Linked DNA regions of Rattus norvegicus: region 2 is linked to region 1. Evidence: chromatin contacts called from public Hi-C data. All regions are on one chromosome and are shown on one strand. The core of a region is the stretch at or near the end of the contact, and the rest is flanking DNA. Distances in the headings are between cores, read along the strand shown. Region 1 has its middle 23 kb from the start of Tarbp1. Region 2 has its middle 42 kb from the start of Irf2bp2.

Region 1 (6,068 bases), core at 910-3,409:
CTGATAAAGTTTTATTTATAAACACAAGTGGTGGCAACCCTGCCCATTGGTTTGCACCTTCCTATGCTGTGTGTACTATTCCATCAAAGCATGAAATTTCACTGAGGGGTTAGAGATGGGGTCCGGTTGGTAGACTGATGGTTTAGCATGTGTGAAGCCAAAGGTTTAACCCCCAGAAGTATATAAACCAGACGTGGCACAGGCCTATAATCCTAGCGCTTGGGAGGTTAGAGGCAGGAGGGTCAGAACTCGAGGTCATCTGAGGTTGCATGGTGATGCAGGCTGCATCCTGGGTTGGCAGCCAGCCTGAGCCACTCGGGAAAAAAAAAAATAAAAACATTGCTGTGGTCCCCTAAAATCATATGACGCATTTTCAAACATATCTTAATTAACCTCTTGAGAATCCCATACATACTTACGATACATTTTGATTATATTCACCCCGTGGTTCTGCCCTCCCAGATCTACCCACATCCCCGCCCTCTCCCAACTTCATGCCCTTGATTTTATCTCCTTGCCTCTTTTTCTTTTTTAACAGACAAACTTGTGCTGCCCATTTACTCTCGAGTGTGGGGCTGGCCACTGGAGTATGATTAATCCACCAGGGGCTGTACACTTAATGAAAACAGATACAACTGTCAGTCGTTCTCCATTTCCTGTGGCCTACGTGTACGGTATCTTCAGCAATTGGATCCTACCATCAAGTCTACTGGGCAACCGGGAGCAGGGGCAACAAAATGCTCAAGTCTTACGCCCCAGAAGGGGAGCGTTTCCTCAGAAGGTGGATGCATTTGGGGACAAGGCCTTCAAAGAGGTGACTAAGGTAAAAAGAAGTCAGGAGGATCTGTCCTATTCCGACATGACTGATGTCCTTGTAAGAAGTAGAGTAGGGTACAGTCAGCCGCAGAGGAAAGACCATTGAGGACACAGGGAGATAACAGCTGTGTAGTGCCCTTGGGAGGCCTTAAGGACACCAACTCTAAGAAGACCTTGACCTCAGACTTCTAGCCCCAGAACTAAGAAAATATTAATTAAGCCAATCATGGTGTGGGACGTTACTGTCACAGCCAGAGCCGTCTTCCTGTTCTGAAAAGACAGCAACATGGTCACATGTTGGACGAGTCGGATAGACCGGTGTTCCCTAACATTTTATCAAGTGCAGTGTCTTTAATGTGGGGGTGGGGTGAGGGGTGGGAGTGGGGGGGGTTGGAGTGGGATGGTGGGGTTCAACGCTGTGATGGTCTGCATATGCTCAGCCCAGGGAGTGGCACTATTAGGAGGTGTGGCCTTGCTAGAGTGGGTGTGGCCTTGCTGGAGTGGGTGTGGCCTTGCTGGAGTGGGTGTGATCTTGTTGGAGTGGGTGTGGCCTTGTTGGAGTGGGTGTGTCACTGTGGGTGTGGGCTTTAAGACCCTCATCCTAGCTGCCTATAAGCCAGTATTCTGCTAGCAGCCTCCAGATGAAGATGTAGAACTCTCAGCTTCTCCTGCACCATGCCTGCCTGGATGCTGCCATGTTCCCACCTTGATGGTAATGGACTGAACCTCTGAACCTGTAAGCCGGCCCCAATTAAATGTTGTCCTTTATGAACTTACATTGATCATAGTGTCTGTTCACAGCAATAAGACCCTAACTAAGACAGACGTCAAACACACTTCAGTGCCTAGACACCCACAGCCCCTCAGGGTGTCAGAGGCTCTTGAGATGCCCTGTGATCTGGTCTATCAGCATGAACACCCGTGAGGCTGGTGTTCTGAGGGTGCAAACACGTCCACAGATGGAGCTTGGAAAGTGTGGGGTTCAGCAGACTGGAGAAGAACGTATTGTGTTTCAGGCAGGGGCGAGACAGGGACTCCTTTGCTTTGAGTACTTGAAGTCATTGAAGTCATTGTATGGTTCAAGGAGGATGGGAGACTGTGAGTATACAGAGGTAGAATGAAGAGTGGGAGTGGGCATATCTGGCCTCCTCATCTTCCAAAAGCCCAAAAGAGTCCCCTCTCAGTGCTCCATTATTAAGAAAAAGGCCCGGATGGTACCTGCAATGTTAACCTATGGCCACCAGATGGCACTCTGCCTCCGCTGTGCAGGCTCACAGCCCAGGGCCTCAGGAAATGTGTCACTGTGCCTCCCTTGCCCAATACTCCCCCTCCTCCCGCAGCAGTCCAGCGTCTACACCACAGGAAGCTCATCTTTAGAGAGATGTGTGAAACTCCACACCGTATGGCTTAGCTCTGTCCCCTTTTCCTCCTGGGGACACATCAGCAAGATCTCACCTACCCTGAAGAGGTCCTTAGCCAGAAGAATCCTCCACCCGCTCCCGTGCCTGCGTCCTGGCTGGACACTGAGCTTCCATTTTGAAACCTGCTGTCCTGGAGAAGCACAACCGATGGAAGAGAAGCATATTCCAGAACTATGTATTAATAGGTCTGCACCCGTGGTGCGAAGGCAGTCCTACAAATCCGGTTACCCTGGCATTTAGACCACTTACAGTGCGGGTGTAAGACTCTGACGTAATCCCCAACCTCGGGCCTGGAGAATTAATGAGGTGCTCGTGCCATTGAGCCGTGGAAGAAAGACTTGCACTGGGGTGGGTGGTTTCTGCTTGCCCAGAGTGGTGGAATGAGCCATGGGGCTGGAGGCCAAAGGACTCGGGCCACCCATGCAGGGAAATAACTCCCAGAGACCCATCGCAGGCATGGAATGGGCACGGAACGGTCGCTCCCTCTGAAGCTTGCCTCCCAGCCCTGCACATCTGAGACTTGGGGTCCATCCCATAGGAGCCAGGCCGTGACCAAAATCTGGCAGTTGGAAATCTACTCTTGTCAAGCTCTGGCTTTCAGGCAGAGAGCCCTGTCCTCGCTTACAGCTCCAAAAGCAATGAATAATTAATCATTGCATTCTTGAATGGAGAGGACATTTCAATGGATGAGTGACACTTTCAATAGGGTTCTCTGATGGTTGCTGTTGGTTCCTTCTGTCTGCAGCAGAACCCCAGGAGTGAAAGGCAGAGCAGACAGAGGCAACATTGTGTTTATTATGGGCTGTGCTTTTGACCCATCAGAAACTCGAGTGGATGGAGAGCAGCTGGATCGGATATTTACCTTGGCACCTGCCCGGCACCAGGCACTCTCTCCCATATGTTATATAAGTACTTTCTTACTCCATACTCGGGGCAACTGCTTGGCTTGTTGGCTTTGAGCTCCGTTGTGTGAGTGTACATGTGCATATGTACGTATGGGTGCATCTGTGTTTGCTTGAGTGTGTATACATATGTGTGAAAGGCCAGAAGACAATCTTAGGTGTTTGGTTTTTTTTTTTTTGGTTTTTTTTTTGTTTTTTTTTTTTGTTTTTGTTTTTGTTTTTGTTTTTTGAGCTGGGGACCGAACCCAGGGCCTTGCACTTGCTAGGCAAGCGCTCTATCACTGAGCCAAATCCCCAACCCCTAGGTGTCCTTTCTTAAATACTGTCTTTTTTTTTTTTTTTTTTTTGGAGAGACTCTGGTTTGAACTCACCAAGTAGACTAGACTGACTGGCCAGTGAGGCCCAGGGATCTATCTACCTGAGTCCCTTGTCTTAGTTAGGGTTTTACTGCTGTGAACAGACACCATGACCAAGGCAACTCTTATAAGGACAACATTTAATTGGGGCTGGTTTACAGGTTCAGAGGTTCAGTCCACTATCATCAAGGCAGGAAGCATGGCAGAGTCCAGGTAAGCACAGTGCAGAAGGAGCTGAGAGTTCTACATCTTCATCCAAAAGCGGACAGGAGAAGACTAGCTCTCAGGCAACTAGGTGGAGGGTCTCCAAGCCCACCCCTACGGTGACACGCTTCCTCCTACAAGGCCACACCCACTCCAACAAGGCCACACCTCCTGATAGTGCCACTCCCTGGGGCAAGAATATTGAAACCATTAAAGTTAAGGTCCCATATACTGGGATTACAAGTGTAAGTCAACATTTCTAGTTTTTTTTGCTTTGTGTGTGTGTGTGTGTGTGTGTGTGTGTGTACACACTCGCGCATGCCTGTGAGTCACTTTGCACACCTGTGCACATGCAAAGGTCAGAGGAGGATGGCAAGTGTCCTGCTCTCTCACTCTCTGCCTTGTCCCCCCACAGGATGGCCTCTCAGTGAACCTGGAGCTAGGTTGGCGAAAGGCAAGCCCAGGAGATCCTCCTGTCTCTGTCCCACACACCACTGGGGTTATAGGTGAATGTGATCACACCCAGCTTCTTACACAAGTGCTAGAGATTTGAACTCCAATCTTCGTGCTTGGTCATCAGATGTTCTTGCCTGCCTAGATTTTTCCCCTAAGCCCTCCGGGATTTCTTATATTGGAAGCTAAATAAATGTGGTCATATATGAAATCAAAGGCAGAAGCTGGAAGACTGATACCTCCGAATCCAGAGAGCCTGGGACCGGAGAAACAACACAGCAGTTACAAGCACTTGTTGCTCTTTCAGAGGACCCATGTGCAGTTCCCAGCATTCATATTGGGTGGCTCACAACTGCCTATAACTCCAGCTCCAGGGGATTTAATACCCTCTTCTGGGTACCCACGAGGGGTATATATAACTATAGACATCTATACGTAAACAAAAATAAAGCATTAAAAATAGTTGGGAGGGAGGCAACATAAATGTGGAAGATTGTCTATTTTCTTAAAAAGAAAGAAAGAAAGGAAGGAAGGAAGAAAGAAAGAAACAAAGAAACAAAGAAAAAGAATGGAGGCCCTGTGTCATGCCACAATTGCAAGAGGCAGGTAAGTCTACGCCTCTTCTTGTCCAGCTCAGCTTCACTGGGAACAGCTAAAGAACACAGAGCTAGAGAGTACACAGGCTTCTCCTGCCCCATTGTGCCCCCTCCCCCTACTACATCCCAAGAGATGAGTGTGGTGCAGTAGGGTCTCCACAGTGGGGAGAGGTGTGTCAGTGACAGCAGGGAGGGAGTCAAGGATCCGCTGTCACCTGCATCAGTCAGCCGCCGGAGTTTCCTCAACCTCTCAGAGGTCTTGACTCAAAGACACCGATCCTTGGCTTCAATGCAGAAAGACGTTCAGGACAAACCAGTAGGAAGCAGAGTTGGAGTTTATTAAAAATAGAAAGAAAGGTATTTAGGGGGATGGATAGGCAGCCTGAGAACACAGATGTGTTCTGGGAGAGTCATCCTTAAGAGTCTGTCTGTCCTAGAAGTCTGTCCTAGCAGTTGTCATATATACTGTTTTGATGACTTTCGAGTTATACTTCAAAGGGTTGACACAAAATATTTTCTCCCTTTTTTTCCCCGTAAGAGATATTTAGGGCAGCTCTGGGGGTGACTTGGATGGGATATAATCTGATAAGCAAAACCAGGAACCGTCAGGGTTGTACAAGAGGTTAGGGCCTGTCCTTTTCCCGTATACAGGACTTCCGGTGAGATTCCTAGCAGAGTGTATGGACAGACGGAAGGAAGAGGAGCCGTAAGCTGTTGTTGACTGTTTGGGAATTGATGCTTCTCAGCTGGGAGAGACACCCACTAGACCCTGGGGTCAAGGGTTCCTTTTCTTTCCCACGCCTTTTCGCTGTCCTTGTCTTTCTATCTCACCTCAAGTGTGGTGAAGAGCATCGGGCCTCGGCCAGAGAATGTGGCAGAGTCAGACAACAGGATCAACTGAGGACCCCACTATCTCTCGGGTGTTCGCTTCGCTTGTTCTCACTGTTTCAGGGGACTCCTGCCAGTCTGACGAGGAAACCCCCAAGAGCATCTTCCTTCCGGTTTTCATTCTGTCGGGAAACCTGGCTTCAGCTCCCCACGAGCTTCGTTGGTTCTTGAAGCTGCAGCAAATCACTCACATTTCTGTCCTGCATCAGCCCAGGCAACACTTGGGCAATGCTGACCCGGGGGAGCTCCGGGTGTCTGTCATGTCAGGGTGCACATGGTCCAGGGAATCCCTGGGAGAGAAAAAAAGGAGAGGGGACCAGCACGGGAGGTGAGCGTGTTTCATGGTGTTCATTTTGGAAGTGGCCGCTGAAGTTTGTGCAGGTGACAAGTGCGTAAAGGTCAGGCCGTGGAAAGAAAGCCCCTTCAGTCGAA
Region 2 (6,012 bases), core at 1,610-4,109, 52 kb after region 1:
GAGGAAGCTGCCTCTACCTTCAGGAACAAGCAGCACCCCATGAATCATCCCCACCAGGGGAACCACTGGCAGTAGCTGAGAGCATTTCTAGCCAAGCCCCACCTCCCTCCCTGCTGGGCTCCTTAAGTCTTCAGAGAACAGAAGTGTTGGAACTCACAGGCTTGGGAAGAAAGAGTCTCAGATGTCAGGGCCAATTACACTGCCTTGTAGGGTAGAAATCCTACTTGGAATTGAAGAAGGGGCAATGCTTCGGAGAAAACTGACTTCCTAGTGTGTCCTGAACCAATCGGCTGGTGGCCCAAGCCTGTGATGGTTCAGTAGGGAATGCTGGATCTGGATCTGGGGACATGAATCAGCCAGTGCAGTGCTTGCCTTAAAAGTCCAAGTTCCATCAGTCCCTTATCACATTCACACAAAAACAGACACCCACAACATACACGCACACACCCCATACACATACACACCACACACACATGCACATACACATACACACACACACAAACACCCATCCACAACACATACGCACATATACACACACCACACACACACATATTCACATACATACATACACACCACATACACATACCACACACACACACACATACACACCACATCAGACACACATGCACACACATATACACACACCCAATATATCCACCATACCACACACAAATACACATACCACACACATAAACACACACACAAACACACACATATACACACACACACCAACCGTATACACTATACCACACACACACAAACACACACATACACACATCACACAAACACACACACACACTGGGACTTCAGTTGGGAGGAAGTCTGTTTCTCCTATCATAATAGTGTAAGCGTGTCCCTGCTTGCTGCCTAGTGCTTGCTGGAAGAGACAGGCATCTTGCTGGACTCCGTGCTCTGTAGTCTTGACCTTGGTGCACAGCCTGGGGCAAACTGACCACTGCTAGGTTGCTGCCCCACACTCTGTCCTGACATGAATGAAAACCAGTTCCATGAGCATGATGTTACCACTCAAAGAGAGAACAACAGGGTGACAACCAAGGAGCTGTTCCTCGGCCTTGTGACCTAGCTTGCAATCTGCTGGGGCTTCACCTTGGCGGAGGCAGCTTAGCTCCCCTCCTAGGCTGCCTCAGGGAACCGCATGCTTGAAAGCTCCCTTTAGGGTTCAGAGTAATAGATGACAGAGGTACACCACACACCACCAGCTGCTGGCCCCATTGAGAAAGTCCCAGCACCATTTAAATATGTATTTAAAACTTTTTTTTGTGAGGCAGTGTCTCACAGTTCCCAGGCTGGTCTTAAACTCTTGAGCCTTCTGTCTCCAGCTTCCTGAGTCTCTGGGGTCATAGATCTGTACTACCAGCCTCAGCTTGTAGTTAGCAGATGAATGAAAGGTAACAGATTATACTTTTAAAATCCTAAATTGAACTAAAGAATATATAAATGCATTGATAATTTTCTGATGATTACTACTAAGTTCCCTCTGTAGAGAGACTCCCTTGTACACTGTGTAAAAGCATTCACCACCTGTCACCATGGGGCTGGGGATTTAGCTCAGTGGTAGAGCGCTTACCTAGGAAGTGCAAGGCCCTGGGTTCGGTCCCCAGCTCCGAAAAAAAGAAAAAAAAAAAAAGCATTCACCACCTGTCAGTAAAAAAGCTCTTGGCCAATGAACTGTGATGAGAAATGGGAGGTGGGAGCTCCAGGAGAGAGGAGGGTAGAGAATTATGGGAAAGAGTCAGAGGTGAGAGATTTGTTCTCTTGGACAGAGAAGACAGTGAGCCTGCAGAGATGTAACTAGCCAGTAGAAGAAGAACTTACATAAACTGGATTATTGAGATGTGAGCTGGTCATGGAACAGAGCCAAGGCTATGGCTAAACATTTATTAATAAATAATTAGTCACAGGGTCGTTATTTCTGGGAACAAAGCAACCAGGAGGCAAAGCCCAGAGTAACAATGGCGCCCCACACTGGGTTGCCACATGTAACTCAGACCTTTTCCTCCCGACCACTTTATTCCCCATAAAAATGGCTCTGAGACTTCTTTTGTATGAATAAATTCCTAGGCCAATAACCCTGGCTCTGTTCCGTGTGTGTGTGTGTGTGTGTGTGTGTGTGTGTGTGTGTTCACACTTGTGTTGAAACCAGAGATTGATGTTGTGTATTTTCTTCAGCAGCCCTTCTTCTATCATCATCATCATCACCATCATCATCACCACCATCATCATGATCATTATATTTTTTGGAGACAGGGTATCTCACTGAATCTGGAGCTCACAATTCAGCTGAACAGGCTGGTCAGTTATCCCCAAAGACTCTCTTGTTTCCATCTTTCCAGAGCTGCGCTTACAGGATGTGCTGCCTCATGGGGTCCTAAAGATATCAACTCAGTCCTTATGCTAGCACTTTACCAATTTAGCCATCTTCCCAGCCCCTAAAAAGAGCTGTCTGCCTTGTCCCCCCAACTCCAGATCAGGAACGTAGGGCTCAAAATCCTGTCCCTGGGCCTTCACTGTCTCCATGACAACGGGTGGAGTGGGACCACCCAGCTGCTATGTGGTCAGAGTCTTAATGTGCAGCCGACTCTCAACAGCAGCAAGTTAAACTCCATGGGCACAAACGTTCCACTTTAACCACGTTGAGGCCCTGCCACAGCCTGATTCAAGGTCTAGTAGGTAAAAATAGACATGTAGTTCTTCCCTCTTTCCTTGAGGGCTGGGGTGAGGGAAGGGATGAGTCTGAGAAAGAATAAAACAGCTTCAAGCCTCTGAGGATTGTGCAAGGTGTAGGGGCGAGTGTGGCATGTTCCGGCTGGGCTGGCAGACCTCCCATTCTGACTCAGAAGCAGGGAATTCACTCTGGTTTCCTTCTCTGGCTGCCTCGTTGATCAGCCACGGGGCAGGATGCATGCTGAGGCAATGAAATTTGGGTGACATGTCACATTGGGGGAAAAGCAGCCACTCACAGGCTGAGTCATGGCTCTGGTGCAGGTACTGAATGACACATACTCCAAAAGAAATGTAGAGCTGTCTGCCAGACTGGGGCTGGAGCCACGGGAGAACTGTGTGTCCGGGTGACCTGACACTCCCTGGAGACTTGGAATTCCCTCCATGTGAGAAAGGAAAATGGAAGAGTCTTACAGAGACCTAACCCCAGACCTAACCATAACAAGAATCAATCTTGAGTTTATTGATTATACTTGTGACTCCAGCACTGGAAAAGTGGAGGCAGGAGGATCAGAAATTCAAGTTATTTCTCAGTGTGAGGCCAGCTTGAACTACATGAGATCTTGTCTCAGTGAAATAAAAGAGATAACAATAAATGTAAAAAATTTCATGGGGCTAGTGGGATGGCTCAGCTGGGAAAAGCCCTTGCTGTATAAACCGGAGTTCAGCCTCTGGAACCCACAGTTGAAAGAGAGAACCGACAACCAGAAGTTGTCCTCTGACCTTCGCATGCACACACTACAAACACATAGGCCAATAAATCGCTAAGCAAATAGGATAGCAAACCATAAAAACATCAGCAGAGATCTTGGCGGAACCCCCGGTCTATAGGCTTCTGATTTCTCCTTCAGCAGTTGTTCTTGAAAGTGTCTGTAAGTTATTCCTTGAAAAAGGATGAGCTGTCAATCACCAGGCTGGTGACCTACCCCCTGGGCACGTGAAATGTCAAGTGGAGACAACCAGGTCACTCTATCACCCTGCTTACTCTATTGACACATTGGCAAAGGCCTCTCAACACTGCCTTCCTCCCAGGCTAACTGGTCGACCTCAGTAGCAAGTATCAGCCTCTACAATTGGGTAAAATAGGACCAGTGGTCGGCACTTTTGTAATAACAGAACAGAGGGGCCCTTGATCAGCGACCATGTCATGACCAGTCACCAGCATCAGAGTTCTGCCTCACCTTTTACCTCCCCGTGCTTAGCTGCCTTAAGCTGTGTGGAGTTTGGAAGAATTTGGGGACAGGCAGTGAGTGTTATTGACCTGCTCAATGATCTATGCACCAATGGAAGCAACAGCAGGCACAGCAAGCTCCTGTCATTTTAGTGCTGTGTTTATCATTTTATCCCAAGACGGCCTTCACACTAACTTATTCACGTATGCTACAGGAGTCTTATAAGTGAGGGTTCTGGAAATTGTATAATCTGACCATGGTGGCACAACTCATAAGCACAAAGATGGAGCTCATGTGGGAAGATGGTTCCCAGAATCCACCAGGACTTTTCTTATTTACCAGTGCCTATCATGGACCTGTGGTGTGTGTGTGTGTGTGTGTGTGTGTGTGTGTGTGTGTGTGTGTGTATTCATGTGTGAGGGTGAAAGTGAATGCCTGTGAAAGAGCAGTACTGTTTACTACATTTTTTTTTGTTGTTGTTCTTTTGTTTTTGTGATTTTTTTCACATTGCATTCTGGTCTGGAACTCACTAGGTAGACCAGGCTTGTCATGAATTCACAGAGATCTGCTTTCCTCCGCTCCCCTAGCATTAGGATTAAAGGTGTGTGCCACCATACCGAGCTGCCATTGCCTTTTGAGACAGGGTCTTTCACTGGGACCTGGGTCTCTCTCAAAGTGACCAGGAACTCCCAGAGATCAGTCTGTCTCTGCTTTCCAGTGCTGGAATTGCAAGTGCACAAAACTTGCCACAACCAAGTTTTTCGCATGATTCTGAGAACTGAATCCGGGTTTTTAAGCTCAAGAGGCAAACGCTTTACTGACTGAGCCACTTCTCCAGTCATGTTTTGTGGTTCTCTGGCATCCTTTGCAGGGGGCAGGGAAACTGCCCTTTGCCCTTTGCCCTTTGCTTTCTACTAGGGCTGTGAATTAAAGGGCCCTAGTCCACACTCATCTGACCTTCTATAGTGGTTGAAGAGGATAGTTCATCAGAAATCCTCCTGAGTGAAAGGCATATTCTCCCTGGAGTTGCTTAACAGGGTCCACAGGGACTGTGTCCCCACCAAGCACACAGGGCCTCTCTGCAGTGGAGCAGTGTGTGATCTGAGGGTGAGTAGAGACAAAAACTAGAAAGAAACTATCGAAAGTGGTGTTGTGGGGAGAGGGGGGTGATATTTGACCCTTGGGAATCCTAGTCCCAGTACAAAGGTCCCAATTCAATTCTTTGTTTTCCACTTTGACTATGTGGCCATCACAGTACTTCCACAGAGGAAAACACACACACACACACACACACACACACACACACACACACACACACACACACACACACACACACCTGAAATGAAGTTATACCACCTGGGTTAACAGTTCTTTCCCCAAGAGCCATAAACCATCTAAGGATAAACGCAATATGACTCCTTTTTGCACAGGGAAAACCTTCTGCAGAAGAGGTCATCCCATAGGATGACACTGGTTAAAACACAGAGCAACTGCTCAGGGCTGTGCAGCCCTGATGCATACATTTCCTGCACCCAAGGCTCAGAGAGTATCTCAGAGGCGACAGAAAGATTCTAAGATGCAGGGGACCTGGGAAGTCGGCTGTGAGATCCAGTCTCCCAGAAAAGACAGGCAAGCTCCATTCGCAATATTGTAACAATCTGGCTAGGGAGACCTGGGCAGTAACAACATCAATATTGTAACAATCTGGCTGCGGAGACCTGGGCAGTAACAACATCAATAGACATGCTAATGTGGAAGGGGAAATCTCACTGGGCCCTGTCCCTAAACAAAGAACTACAAGCAGCTAATGATCTTATGGAGAGAATTAGTCTTCCCCAGGGATGAGTCCTTTAATCTGTTATACAAGGCCCAGTGGTCAGCCCTGAAATCATGTGCATACAAGCAGTAGCAAATGGACTCAGCAGGTTGCATTATGTATTTATGCATATATGTGCAAAAATAATGATTAGAGAAAAGGGGGTCTTGTACTGGAGAAGGAGTAAGGCGGCGGGGGGGGCGAGGCATGGAGAGAGAGGACATAGTAGGTTTGGAGGGAGGAAAGAAAGGAGGGAAATGATACAATTATGTTTTAACTAAA

What was found. Hi-C and Micro-C count contacts between places; a contact is called where the count stands out from the background.
Region 2: a contact with region 1 is called in a Hi-C map of mammary epithelial cells, with 2.9 times the contacts expected there. The contact joins two enhancer-like sites. A contact is called at or near these places in 3 of 12 Hi-C or Micro-C datasets (kidney, mammary epithelial cells and psoas muscle).

Annotation. Positions count from the first base shown.
Region 1 is chr19:71,366,057-71,372,124 of GRCr8, forward strand. No RefSeq gene overlaps it. Among named protein-coding and RNA genes, the nearest start is that of Tarbp1, 23 kb to the left of the region's middle. Within about 2 kb of position 2,160, at least 79 of the 93 cell types and tissues checked have an H3K27ac peak or open chromatin away from gene starts, as enhancers often do.
Region 2 is chr19:71,417,727-71,423,738 of GRCr8, forward strand. No RefSeq gene overlaps it. Among named protein-coding and RNA genes, the nearest start is that of Irf2bp2, 42 kb to the right of the region's middle. Within about 2 kb of position 2,860, at least 33 of the 93 cell types and tissues checked have an H3K27ac peak or open chromatin away from gene starts, as enhancers often do.